Regions from separate parts of the Sus scrofa genome. Here region 1 is linked to region 2. Evidence: chromatin contacts called from public HiChIP or PLAC-seq data. All regions are on one chromosome and are shown on one strand. Each heading gives the region's core, a stretch centred on a gene start, on an enhancer-like site or on the middle of the called end of the contact. The rest is flanking DNA. Distances are from core to core; before and after follow the strand shown.

The links. HiChIP or PLAC-seq counts read pairs in DNA pulled down with a chosen protein or histone mark.
Region 1: a contact with region 2 is called in an H3K27ac HiChIP or PLAC-seq map of skeletal muscle, with 8 times the contacts expected there. The contact joins the enhancer-like site here to the promoter of CASQ2 in region 2. A contact is called at or near these places in 20 of 47 Hi-C or Micro-C datasets (adipocytes, alveolar macrophages, brain and 11 more) and 1 of 2 datasets of contacts at active chromatin or transcription factors (skeletal muscle).

Annotation. Positions count from the first base shown.
Region 1 is chr4:104,956,687-104,962,378 of Sscrofa11.1, reverse strand. CASQ2 (calsequestrin-2) reads right to left here. Exons shown (of 12, transcript XM_021089995.1): 7 at 2,805-2,935; 8 at 1,363-1,408. Among named protein-coding and RNA genes, the nearest start is that of CASQ2, 41 kb to the right of the region's middle. Within about 2 kb of position 3,923, at least 7 of the 83 cell types and tissues checked have an H3K27ac peak or open chromatin away from gene starts, as enhancers often do. A contact at or near this core is called in embryonic fibroblasts and skeletal muscle, where this site is marked.
Region 2 is chr4:104,913,982-104,919,553 of Sscrofa11.1, reverse strand. CASQ2 (calsequestrin-2) reads right to left here and starts at 1,350. Exons shown (of 12, transcript XM_021089995.1): 1 at 978-1,350; 2 at 821-975. The coding sequence starts at 1,053.

The sequences.
Region 1 (5,692 bases), core at 2,674-5,173, 40 kb before region 2:
AGGTTTAAATGTTGGGGAAATATGTTGGGGCTGTGCTGTTCTTAAATAATGCACTGTCCTAGACTGGATTATTTGTGTTCGGTGTGAAATGTTTGTTCTACCTTCAAACGGCCAAAGAAGCTACATGCCAGTAAAACAGAAAGTGTCAAGTTACCCCAAGTTCTGCTCCTCTGTTACTTTAGACGCTGCACGAGAGAATTTGTAAATACATACTTCCACATTAATCCCCTCCTCCTTCTCCCACTCTCTGCCAAAATGTTGCCTTATGAGGATGTGGCCCACGCGAGGAAAGGAAGAAAATGTGAGATCGGGCTCCGGATGGTCTAAATTCAAGTCCTAAGATCTAGGGTTTATTCGCTATATATCCTTGAGTGACTACTTTCACCTGTATGATTGTCAGTTTCCCCGCGAAGCTAAACTACTATTTGTTTTATATCCCTCTCTAGAACTGCTGAGAGAGCAATGTAAGGGGTGCAGGACATACTTTGAAAAATGCTCCCCAGACGTTAGTTGTTCATGTTTACAGAATTTCGTGTAAAGCCGGGGTGGAGTTGGAGGTGTATTTCCAAGACCCTTTTTATAATACAATTTGACAGCCTTACCTGTTGTCTATGACACAGACCTAGGGGAAAATCTGACTCAGTGCTTTCCAGTGTCTTGAGCTGATGGTTAGAAAAACGGCTACCATGCTTTAATTGAATACCTACCATGTTCTGGGTTCCTCACACCGTCTATCCTTACAAAATGCCTGATTTTATTTTAATTTATTTTTTTTGTCTTTTTAAGGCCGCACCCATGCCACATGGAGGTTCCCAGGCTAGGGGTCTACTTGAAGCTGTAGCCGCCGGCCTACGCCAGAGCCACAGCAATGCCAGATCCGAGCCATGTCTGAAACCTACACCACAGCTCACGGCAATGCCGGATCCTTAACCCACTGAGCGAGGCCAGGGATCAAGCCTGCAACCTCATGGTTCCTAGTCGGATTCGTTTCCGCTGTGCCACGATGGGAACTCCCCAAAAGCCTGATTTTAGAGAAGTTAAGGTGCAGAAAGACCACGTGACTTAATGCAACTACTAAGTGCCAGATTCTGGACTTGAGCCCAAGTCTGTATGAAACTCAGGGTCTGAGTTCCTTGCACTGTGTGACCTTGGATCACTGGTAGCCAGGTAATGAAAGCCAGCAGTCACTGTAGGAAATGAACCCAGAGAGACAGTAATTTTGCCCACGGCCCCGCCCACGAGAAGTGGGCTGCTACCATGCCGACATCTACCGCAGGCAAATAAGACGATGTGGGTTTTGGAACTCAGAGTGTATGCCTCTTGGGGAAGGTACAAGGCAGAAAGAGTTTGCCACTTTCTTACCCATGTTTCAAACATATCTTCTGGGCGCAGGCGACGTAGAGTGGGTCTGAAAAGACAAACAAACAAAAAGATGAGCTTCCTTGAGTAGGGATGACCGCTGCCGACAGCAAAGCCTCAGCGCAGTGAAATGTAAGGCGAGATGTTGGTTCACTTTCAAGAGTGTAAAGGGCCCTATGTGCTTGTTTCTCCCCTAACGAGACCGAGCAGCTCAGCCCTGTGATGTCGCGTGCACAGCTGGGCCCAAAGCTCACAGCCTTTCCCGAGACCCTTTTGATCCAAGGATTATGAAGTCAGTTACAGATAAGGGGTCAGAGGGCACAGGGTCAGGTCACGCCCAGGCCAACAAGCCATTTCCCTCCTCATGGACAGGTGCCTCTCCTGAGAACCCAGACTGAAGAGACCCAGGACAGAAAACAGCCCAGAACTACCGTTGCTTTGTCACCAGGGTCACCCATCCAAAGCCCTTTAGGGACATTTGAAGGAACGGGTCGGATCTCTATTTTGCTCATGGTTTCATTTCTTTTTGAAGGTTGTCAAATAGTGTTAGACATGTCGAAATTTCCTCCAAGTGCTGCTTCTGTGTAGGGACCAAGGCCGACCAGGTGATGGAAAGACGGAGTTTCAGGTTCAATGAGCAAATGGGAGCTTGGGGAGGGGCGAGGGGTGGGTGGCTGGGTGGGGCGGTGAACCCACCCCTGTGCTCCCTGTTCCAGGATAGTCCCTCCTTCAAGAGCTGGGGTTGGCTAACTACAGCTGATGGGCCACATCCAGCCCAGGGCTCCTATTTTTAGAAATAAACGTCTATTTGTAAACCCATATATAAACCCATTTGTTTACGTACGGCCTATGATGGCTTGCACACTCCAGGGCAGAAGTGAATATCTGTAACAGACACCATCTGGCCTTCAAAACTTGAACTATTTATTACCTGGCCCTTTACAGAAAGAGGATGCTGATCTATGCTAGAGCTAGTGGGATCAAATATTCCTCTCCCAGAAGTTCTGTGCATAACCTGTGCATCCCGGGCTAAGTGACCTGACTACCCCGCGCCCAGTTCCTTGATCTGTACGGTTAGGATAATAATAATTACCGCCTACTGTTGAAGATTAGGGAAAGTAGCTTCCAGAAGCACCTACTTTAGGAGGCTGTCACTAAATCACTAGCATGGCTATCACCGTACCGACACCTTGCTGTGTGCGGTGCCTTCCTCCCTGCGACAAAGTGGGCTGAGCTTGCTGGCAAGTGTAGATCCATAGTCAGAAAATGCCCGCCGCGGACCAATGACCAGCAGAGCCACAGTGAGTTCAGTTCTGCTGGGATACTCACTCCTGGTTGTCGCCCTCAGGCGTCTGAGATGGCAGGACTGAACGGCTTCTTCAGCCCCCAGGCTCTCGTCACCCCCCCCCCCAGCCCCCACCTCCCCTGCACGCCATCTGAGGCACCTTTGATGCTCCTTCACAAACTCCACAATCTCCTCTTCCGTGTAAGGTTTGTCAGGGATGACAATGGGCTCTTCCATAAATGGCTCGTAGAAGTCAACCTCGTTCATCTTCAAGGACAATTTCTTTGCAACCTGTAACAGAAACAAGACAGTTGTTGCCTTGAACACTGGCCTAGAGTAGCAGTGGGTTGTCCGGCTACGAGTCTGTGTGTTGAAATGATAGGAACTTGTCACTCAAGGCCTGGCCAGACCCATCTCCTTTTGTGATCAAAGGACAGATAAGAAAAAAAAAAAAAACCTATCTGGCAAATGAGGTCCAATCGGGGCAGAGAGCCGTCAAAAAGGAAGGTGGGAAATTTAATTCCACACTCACAACCACTTTATGGTATTTGCCAGGGGCTGGAGGAGGAAGCGAATGTCAATGGATCATGTTCAGTGTCCTGGGATGTATGGGTCTAATTGAACCAATTTTGAGAGAATAGGCAATTGATGGAAACCATTTAAAGCATACAGGTACTTGGAATCAGAGGCCAGCCCATTAATCTGACCTCCATCAGCTCATAAACTCTAATTGCTGTTTTGGTTGAAGCACTGGCCCCAGGGCTGTCCCTGAGTCCTGGGCTTGTTTGATAGTTTCTCAGGCTATGGGAACTGCCTGGTTGGTTACCAGTTAGAAGGTGACCCACCATCCTGGTTTGTCCAGGGTGGAGAGGTTTCCCAGGGTCCAGTGCTAACACCAGGATAGTACCCAACTAGCTAGGATGAGTGGCTCACCCTGTACCAGATAAAAAGCATGGGGAGCTAGCCCACAGCCCCGAAGCCATCTGCTCTCTTGATCAACGTGGCCGCACCGTCCGGTCAGAGCAGAATGGTTGCTGTGTTCGCCTGCAGAGCTGCTGAACTCACATCTCCTTTTGTGAAATGATTTGAGAGGCCTGGAATGTGCAATGCTCTGTAGAAAACCAAATGCCATTCTCTTCTGGTTCAGAGCTGTGGTCCGAGAAAGCACAGGGATGAACAGTGGTTCCCTTGAAACTAAAGAGGAATTGCCTAAGAGCTGACGCCCTGTGGTGGTAACCCACGGTGCAGAGGCCCCGGGCAGCCGTGACTAACTGGGGAGAGGGAGGAGCTGGGTGTTACATAAGCAGCAACACAAGGAGGTCCATTCGGAGCAAACAGTTGGTATTCCTATGGCTTTAGTCATCAATTGCTATTAATTCCAGGTCCCTCTATTCCAAACGATACCTAAGGGAAAGAAATATCAGAATCCTACCCAGAGCTAAAGAAAACAGGCTGTGTTAGGAGCCACAGTCAGTCAAAGAGATTTTTATGGTCATGTTGATTTTGTTTTCAGAGACAAGAAGGTGTGGGGTCTTTCCTTGCCTTTTCCCCGCTTCCGAGGGGTGGGATGGGGTGTGGATGATGGGCTGGACAGTGTAGTTGGGGAAAGTGGAGGAAACAGCAACCATACAACCACTATTTGGGTTTACACACACTTCATCGCAAAGCTGGGCCCATGATAGGATGGGCTGGAAAATGACATTGGATTCTGGTTTTCTGAGTTCATGAACTGCTCATTGTAGGTGCCAGGAAACTGTGCTTTTAAGAAGTGGGAAGGGACCGGATGAACAAAAACTAATAATAGCAGGCACATGGCGTGCTTACTAGGTGCCAGGCGCTGTGGCAGAGTGTTTTAAGTTGATTACTTTCTGAAACCCCACTTTGATTGTATGAGGTCAGAGCTATTATTATGCTGATTTTCACAAATGATGAACCCGAGGCACAATGTGAGTCTGCAATTTGTCCAGTGAAGCGTTCTAAACTACCAGTTTGCCTCCATTCCAATTCTTCTTTCATTTGAAAATTACTGTCTCCTGGACACTGGACAAGAGGGAATTTATGTCCTTTAAATGTGACCTTGGCCCTGCGCATGTCACAGTGGAGGTCTCCTTGTTTCTCCTGTAACACCAGTTCATCCCCCGCATCGTGTGCTAGAATGAAGGCTTCTGAAGGTGGAAAGGAGCTCAGCAGAACCTCTGCTGAGGTAGGCAGGGTAGATACACCCGTGTGTGTGAGTGTGCGTGTGTGCGCGTGTGTGTCTCTAACGTTAAGACCAAGAATGTAAAGTGGGATTATGCTGTTCCTAAAATGAAGCCTTGGCGACCTGAGCAAACATTTCCCGAGGCCTGCTCACTGTATCCATATCCCCACTGTAGCTTCCTCACCTTGAATCTCAGAGAGTCCTTTTTTTTCCCATTCTTTTAATCGTGTCTTGGGTGGTAAAGACGGAAGGAGATTTGATTGACTGAGGCACTGATTCATTCATTTATTCAGTAAGTATTTAGTGGGGCCTTCTGGATCCAAGGGACCCAGACCTGCTTCATGGAGGGTACAATGAAATTAGAATGGATTTTATTAGTAGTAGCTGATGTTGTCTATATAATGAATTCGTTTGTGCTTAAAAAAAACTTAGGAGTTCCTGTCATGGCACAGCAGAAATGAATCTGACTGGGAACCATGAGGTTGTGGGTTTGATCCCTGGCCTTTCTCAGTGGGTTAAGGATCCGGCATTGCCATGAGCTGTGGTGTAGGTCGCAGACACGCCTTGGATCTGGTGTTGCTGTGACTGTGGTGTAGGCTGGCGGCTACAGCTCCGATTCGACCCCTAGCCTGGGAACCTCCATATGCCGCGGGAGCGGCCCAAGAAATAGCAATAAAAGACAAAAAAAAAAAAAAGATAAAATTACAGAGTAAATGGCCACTTTTCTGAAATTTGCATGTGTATGAATTTTGCTGACAGATATTTCTTCTACAAGTTCTTAAGCCATTTCAGTTGTTGCAGATGAAACCAAAGCAATGAATTTAGATCTTCTCAATGTCTTCTCCACC
Region 2 (5,572 bases), core at 101-2,600:
ATAGATTTGTGTCTGGGCTGAGCTGGGCATGGGAACGATAAGGGATCTTGGTGCCTACTAGAATTCTTGGCACTGACAGGTGCTCCTGAGTGTAAGCGATCTGAAACTGTCCAGGAGGAGCCACAGGAGGAGTCCCTGGGGCACTCACGCAGGATTAGAGAACAAGCCACAGTGCCAGGTTTATAGCCAGGCCATGCCATGCAGACAGAATAAGAATGGCTGCAGCATCTTCCCTGAGCTCACACCAAGAACTTTCTTAGAAAAAAAAAAAAAATCCCTGTTAGTGAAGGTACAGTTCAAATCTTCCCACATCTACCCTGTGTGACATTGACCGAAACTGAGTCACAGGAGAGGAGCATGGCTTCCTGATATTCCTCATCTGACGGTGAGAGAGGCAAGGTCAAATGCCTCCTGCTTCCCCAGGAGGTGGGAAGACTTACAGGAGCAAAGAGTAAGGACTTAGCACGGCAGAACAAACCCCACGCATGACCCCGAATGTCATCTCAGGTGGGCTTTTAAACTAAAGCTTTACCATTCTCTTAGAAAAGGAGTAGCTGGCACTCTTGCCCTTGAGAAATCCAGAGGCCCCTCTGAGGACAGACGTCACATCTTCGCAGACTGTGCATCACGCGACCCATTCAGCTAAGAGTCTGAACCCACCCCTGGTTTTCACACATCGCCGCTTTGCAACAAGATCTTCAGATGTGCATGCGACCGAAAGGGGGGCAAGACTTCAGGAGAGATCCTTGGCGCCCCGCATCCCAACCACTGGCCGCCTCCCGCCCACGGGGACCCCGTGCTCCGCGCCCCCCCAACTCACCTCCAGCACAATTTCTTTCAGCTGGAACTGCTTCTGCGAGACTTTATCCGAAGTCACCGGCTCGTGGTAGTAGAGGCAGAGCAAGTCGTATTTCTTCAAAACCTGCTTGAAGTTCTTCTCGGTCAGACTGACCACGCGGTCCTTGCCGTCATAGGTGGGAAGTTCAGCCCCTCCTCCGCCCCGCAGGAGGACAGCAGGTAGACCCCCAGCACAAGCAGGTGCGTTCTCTTCATCTGGGCAAAGTGTTGCTCTTCTTCCCCCGAAACACTGCGTGCAGGAGAGAGGACCTGAGAGCCCTTGGGAGCAGAGAAGCCACTGCGGTCTCTCTCCTCGGCCCTGCCTGGGTCGGAGAACCCCGCCCCGGTCACCTCCTCCGGCGGAGAAGTGTAATTGTGGGCTCAGGAGGAGCGAGCGCAGGCTCTCACACATGCGTGCGGAGCAAGAGCCAGGCTGGACCGCCAAGCCCCAGATACCTCGCATAGCTCTGCCCAGCCCCGGGCTCATCAGGAACTCCATTTTTAGGATGCAGTTGTTTCAGGCTAAAAATAAATCAGGCAATGAATAAAAAAGTTAGATATGGCACCGCTGAGGGATTCGCTGATAGAGTTTGTCAGGCTGATGGAGAGGGAGGAGGCGGGAGGCAGGCAGGGTGCCCATAAAACGAGGAGGCCGGGAAGGTCAGAGGAGAGAAATGAACTCAGAGGGAGGAGGGGAAAGGGAGGGGAGGGAGAGATGGGACTGAGGGACCAGGAAGCTGTGCAGAGGCTTGGGTGTACAGGGGCCACTCAGATGCTACTGAATCAGTGCATTACCGCAGGGAGCTATCTCAGCCTGTCCTGGCCTGGCAGGCTGCTCATCCCCTACCCCTCACTGCTGACATGGGGATCAGACGGACCCCCAGGTGGACTTGACATTCTGCCCCTGCCTTTCCCTGGCTGGCTGCTGTGCCGTCACTGGGCAAGGGCTACAGGGACACCCTTTCTCCATGGGAAGAGCTCCAGAGGCCCCAGCCCACCCGGGGTCACCATTCTTCTCCTTCCACCCCTGCCCATAGCTGAACACCGCTGACACCAGTTCCTGTGCCCAGCTTAAAATTAAATGAAAAGTCAGCAGTCTTGCTCAGAAACCCCCTTCAGTTTTGCGCTCTTACCCCTGCATCTGTCTTGTCTTAACATTAGCACCCAATGTACCATTTTTACCCCTTTCCTCTTCATTAGAGACAGACTGCTGTAGAGCGTCCAGAAGTTGGACAGATCTGAGTTCAAATCTAGGCTTTGCCTCGTAGCAGCTGAATGGACATTGGAGCGTCACCCCCTCTCTTTGATTCTCAGGTCCCCCCATCTGTGTAAAATGGGGATAATTACAACTATATTGTGAGGTTTGGAACAGAGATGGAAAAGCGTGGTGCAAAGCAGTTACCAAACGCGGCCGCTATTATGGTTACTTCATTCTTCTTGGAGATGGTGGAACAGGGGTTATTATACTTACTTGTCAGTTTCTAATAGTGAGGGTTTGCAAACTCTTTTCTATGCATTTTCTTCTTGAATCCAGCAGACAATCAGGGCACATGTGATTAGGGTTCATTGCATGGGGGGTTCAGCACCTCATCAGAGATCGTATTACTAACTGCCCTGTGCTCCGGGCTGCTTTCACTCGGATAGGGCAGTACCCCCACAAGATGCCCTGTTTTGTTCTTAAGTGGTTCCACCTGTTCTGGTTAAACAGTCTTTCCACTCTTTAGAGCAGTCGATGGCTGTCATGATTCGGGCCAAGATTTTGTCTTTCTTTGGTTAGAAAATCAGCTTTGGAAATAGCAAGGATACTGTCCTGCACAAACTTGGCAGGGGACAGAAGGAAAAAAAGACGTTCGGTGGCCCACGTGAGTGAGACCAAGCCCCTCTACAGCCAGAGGGCCTGATGCTGAGAGCCAAGCTGATGGGCCCTGTCTTCAGGGTACATTCGTGTCCAGGAAGCCAGGACCTGGGGGACCCTCTCATTGAAACCTATGGCACCATTCACTTCTTTCTGATGGTAAATTCTCCAGGCTTTTAAAGATGGAGCCAAGAATAGCCGTTCTAAGATGTGGTTAGCTTTTTGAGTCATTGGCCGACACTGGAGATGAGGTCTCTGCTTTCTTTAGAACATTTAGGGGGAAAAAGATTTCCAAGTGTAACAATGGATGTCTTGACTTTTCCAGGTCAGCTTCTTAAAACTGTTCCCAGTTGTCCCAATCTCATTGGATTATCTTTACTTAGAATTTGCTCCACTTTGCATAATATATGCTTTTTTTTAATGTTACAAAAAAAAATTTGGAGATGTTTAAAATCTGCGTCTTTGAATTTCCCAGTGACTTGCAACGGATGAAAAATACCAGGGCAAAGGGATAATTAAAAAAAAAAAAAAATCAGTCTAGCCATCAGATTTGGCTTATGACCAGCTGTGTATGAATGGAAAAAAAAGTCCCAGTGTGGAAAGTTCCTGTCCCTAAGTCCCAGCTCTATTGGGAGCCTCAAAGCCCAGCCCTGAGGACAGTGTGGCCACTGACACATGTTGGGGTGATCAGATTTCCCACTGTCCACCCACACCCAGAGGTGGGGGCCTAAATGTGTGCCCCACTCTTGGTTAGGTTTGCCTCATCTACTTTTTATGTCCCAGCCATTTTTTTTCTGGCTGCGATTTATTGTTTTTGTTTTTCCTTTGCTTACGTCCTGCTCACCAACTGTAATATATTTGTTTTGTAAACAAGGGATTCTTCTGATTTTTCTTTCTTGCTTGCCTTTTTTTTTTTTTTTTTTCTTTTCTTTTTAGTGCCACACCCATGGCATATGGAAATTCCCGAGCTAGGGATCAAATCGGAGCTGCAGCTGCAGCTGGCCTGTACCACAGCCACAGTAATTCGGGATCTGAGCCGCATCTTCGACCTACACCATAGCTCATGGCAATGCTGGGTCCTTAACCCACTGAGCGAGGCCAGGGATCAAAACCGAGTCTTCATGGGTGCTAGTTGGGTTTGTTAACTGCTGAGCCACGCCGGAACTCCTCTTCTGCTATTTCTAAGTCAACCTGGCATCCAGTCAGTCAGCTTCTCATGCCGGTTTTAGCAGCTTCCCCAGTCAGGGTGTCACCTACACACACCTAGATTATGGAATTGTGCTGAAGGGTGTGTGTATCTTTGTGTCCTTAGCAGGTATTTTTTTGGTCTTCATTTTTATTTTTAAATTTAAAAAAATTTTTATTTATTTATTTATTTATTTATTGTCTTTTTGCCTTTTCTAGGGCCGCCTCCGCAGCATATGTAAGTTCCCAGGCTAGGGGTCTAATCAGAGCTGTAGCCACCGGTCTACGCCACAGCCACAGCAACGTGGCATTCGAGCCGCGTCTGTGACCTACACCACAGCTCACGGCAATGCCGAATCCTCAACCCACTGAGCAAGGCCAGGGATCAAACCCACAACCTCATGGTTCCTAGTCGTGTTCGTTAACCACTGACCCACGACGGGAACTCCTAAATTTTTTTATTTTTATTGAAATGTAGTTGCTTTATAATGTGTTAGTTTCAGGTGTACAGTAAAGTGATCCAGTTATAGATACATATATATAAAAATATATATATTCTTTTTTTATATTCTCTTCCATTATAGGTTATTACAAGATATTGAGTATGGTTCCCTGTGCTGTACAGTAGGTCCTTGTTGGTGATCTATTTTCTATGTAGTAGTGCGTGTAGTTTGCTTCCACATTCCTGATTTATCCCTCTTCACCCGGTCTCTTTGGTAACCATAAATTTGTTTTCTATGTCTGTGAATTTTGTCTCTGTTTTTAAACAAGAAAGAATAAAACAAAGTAAACAAATCAATACAAAGGAATGCTAATTATTGTCACAATATGTGACATAGGCCCCTTATTTTTGCTAACAACGTTCAGTCCCTCACTGTTTGGCCACTCCCGAGAATCCCTTTCTCTAATCTCACCCCTTTCATTTATTTACCCTTGACAGGTGGCAGGATGATTTTGCAGATATTATTTAATTGGATCTTCATAATAACTCATTTTATGCATGAATCGGGGTTTGAAGCCATGATCTTTCATTTAGTTGTTCATTAAATAAATTTTTATGAGGCATCTTCTATGTTCCAGACACTTTTCTGGGTACTAGGGAAGGATACATGTGCACCTGAATTCGCCGGATTCACATCCAAGAGGGGAGCCAAACAATAATCAGTCAAAACAAAATTTATGTACTCTGTGTGTGTTTATGTGTGTGTGTTTGTGTAGCCATGTAAAATAGGAGGGTATTTTATGTGTGCTCTGAAAAGCGATTGAGAAGGACAAGGGAAGGACAGTGCATAGGAGGTGGCCCTCTTGGGCCAGGGTGGTGGAAAGCATCTTCCAGGAGGGAGCCTGGGGGCAGCAGGGAGGGTGGGAGTGCGGCCAAGAGCAAGATAAGGAGGAAAGTCAGTGGCAGGGAGAAGACGGGGGGCGCCTCAGAGCTGAGACCTACCGAGATCCCACCACTAGGGGGCGTTTCACCCACTCTTCGGTCCTCCCTGAAAGCATCAGTTTTCTCTGAGACTTTTTCTGTCTGTTCATAAGACAGATGGGCTCACACCTACATGGGAAGGTCCACGGGCAGGGAACCTATCTGAAGGACTCAGAGGCGGCTCAGAGAGAGCTGTGACCCGGAAGTCAGGAGACCTGGGTCCTGGGCTGGGCTGATACCATGGTCAAGTCTAACCACATTTCCACCCTGAC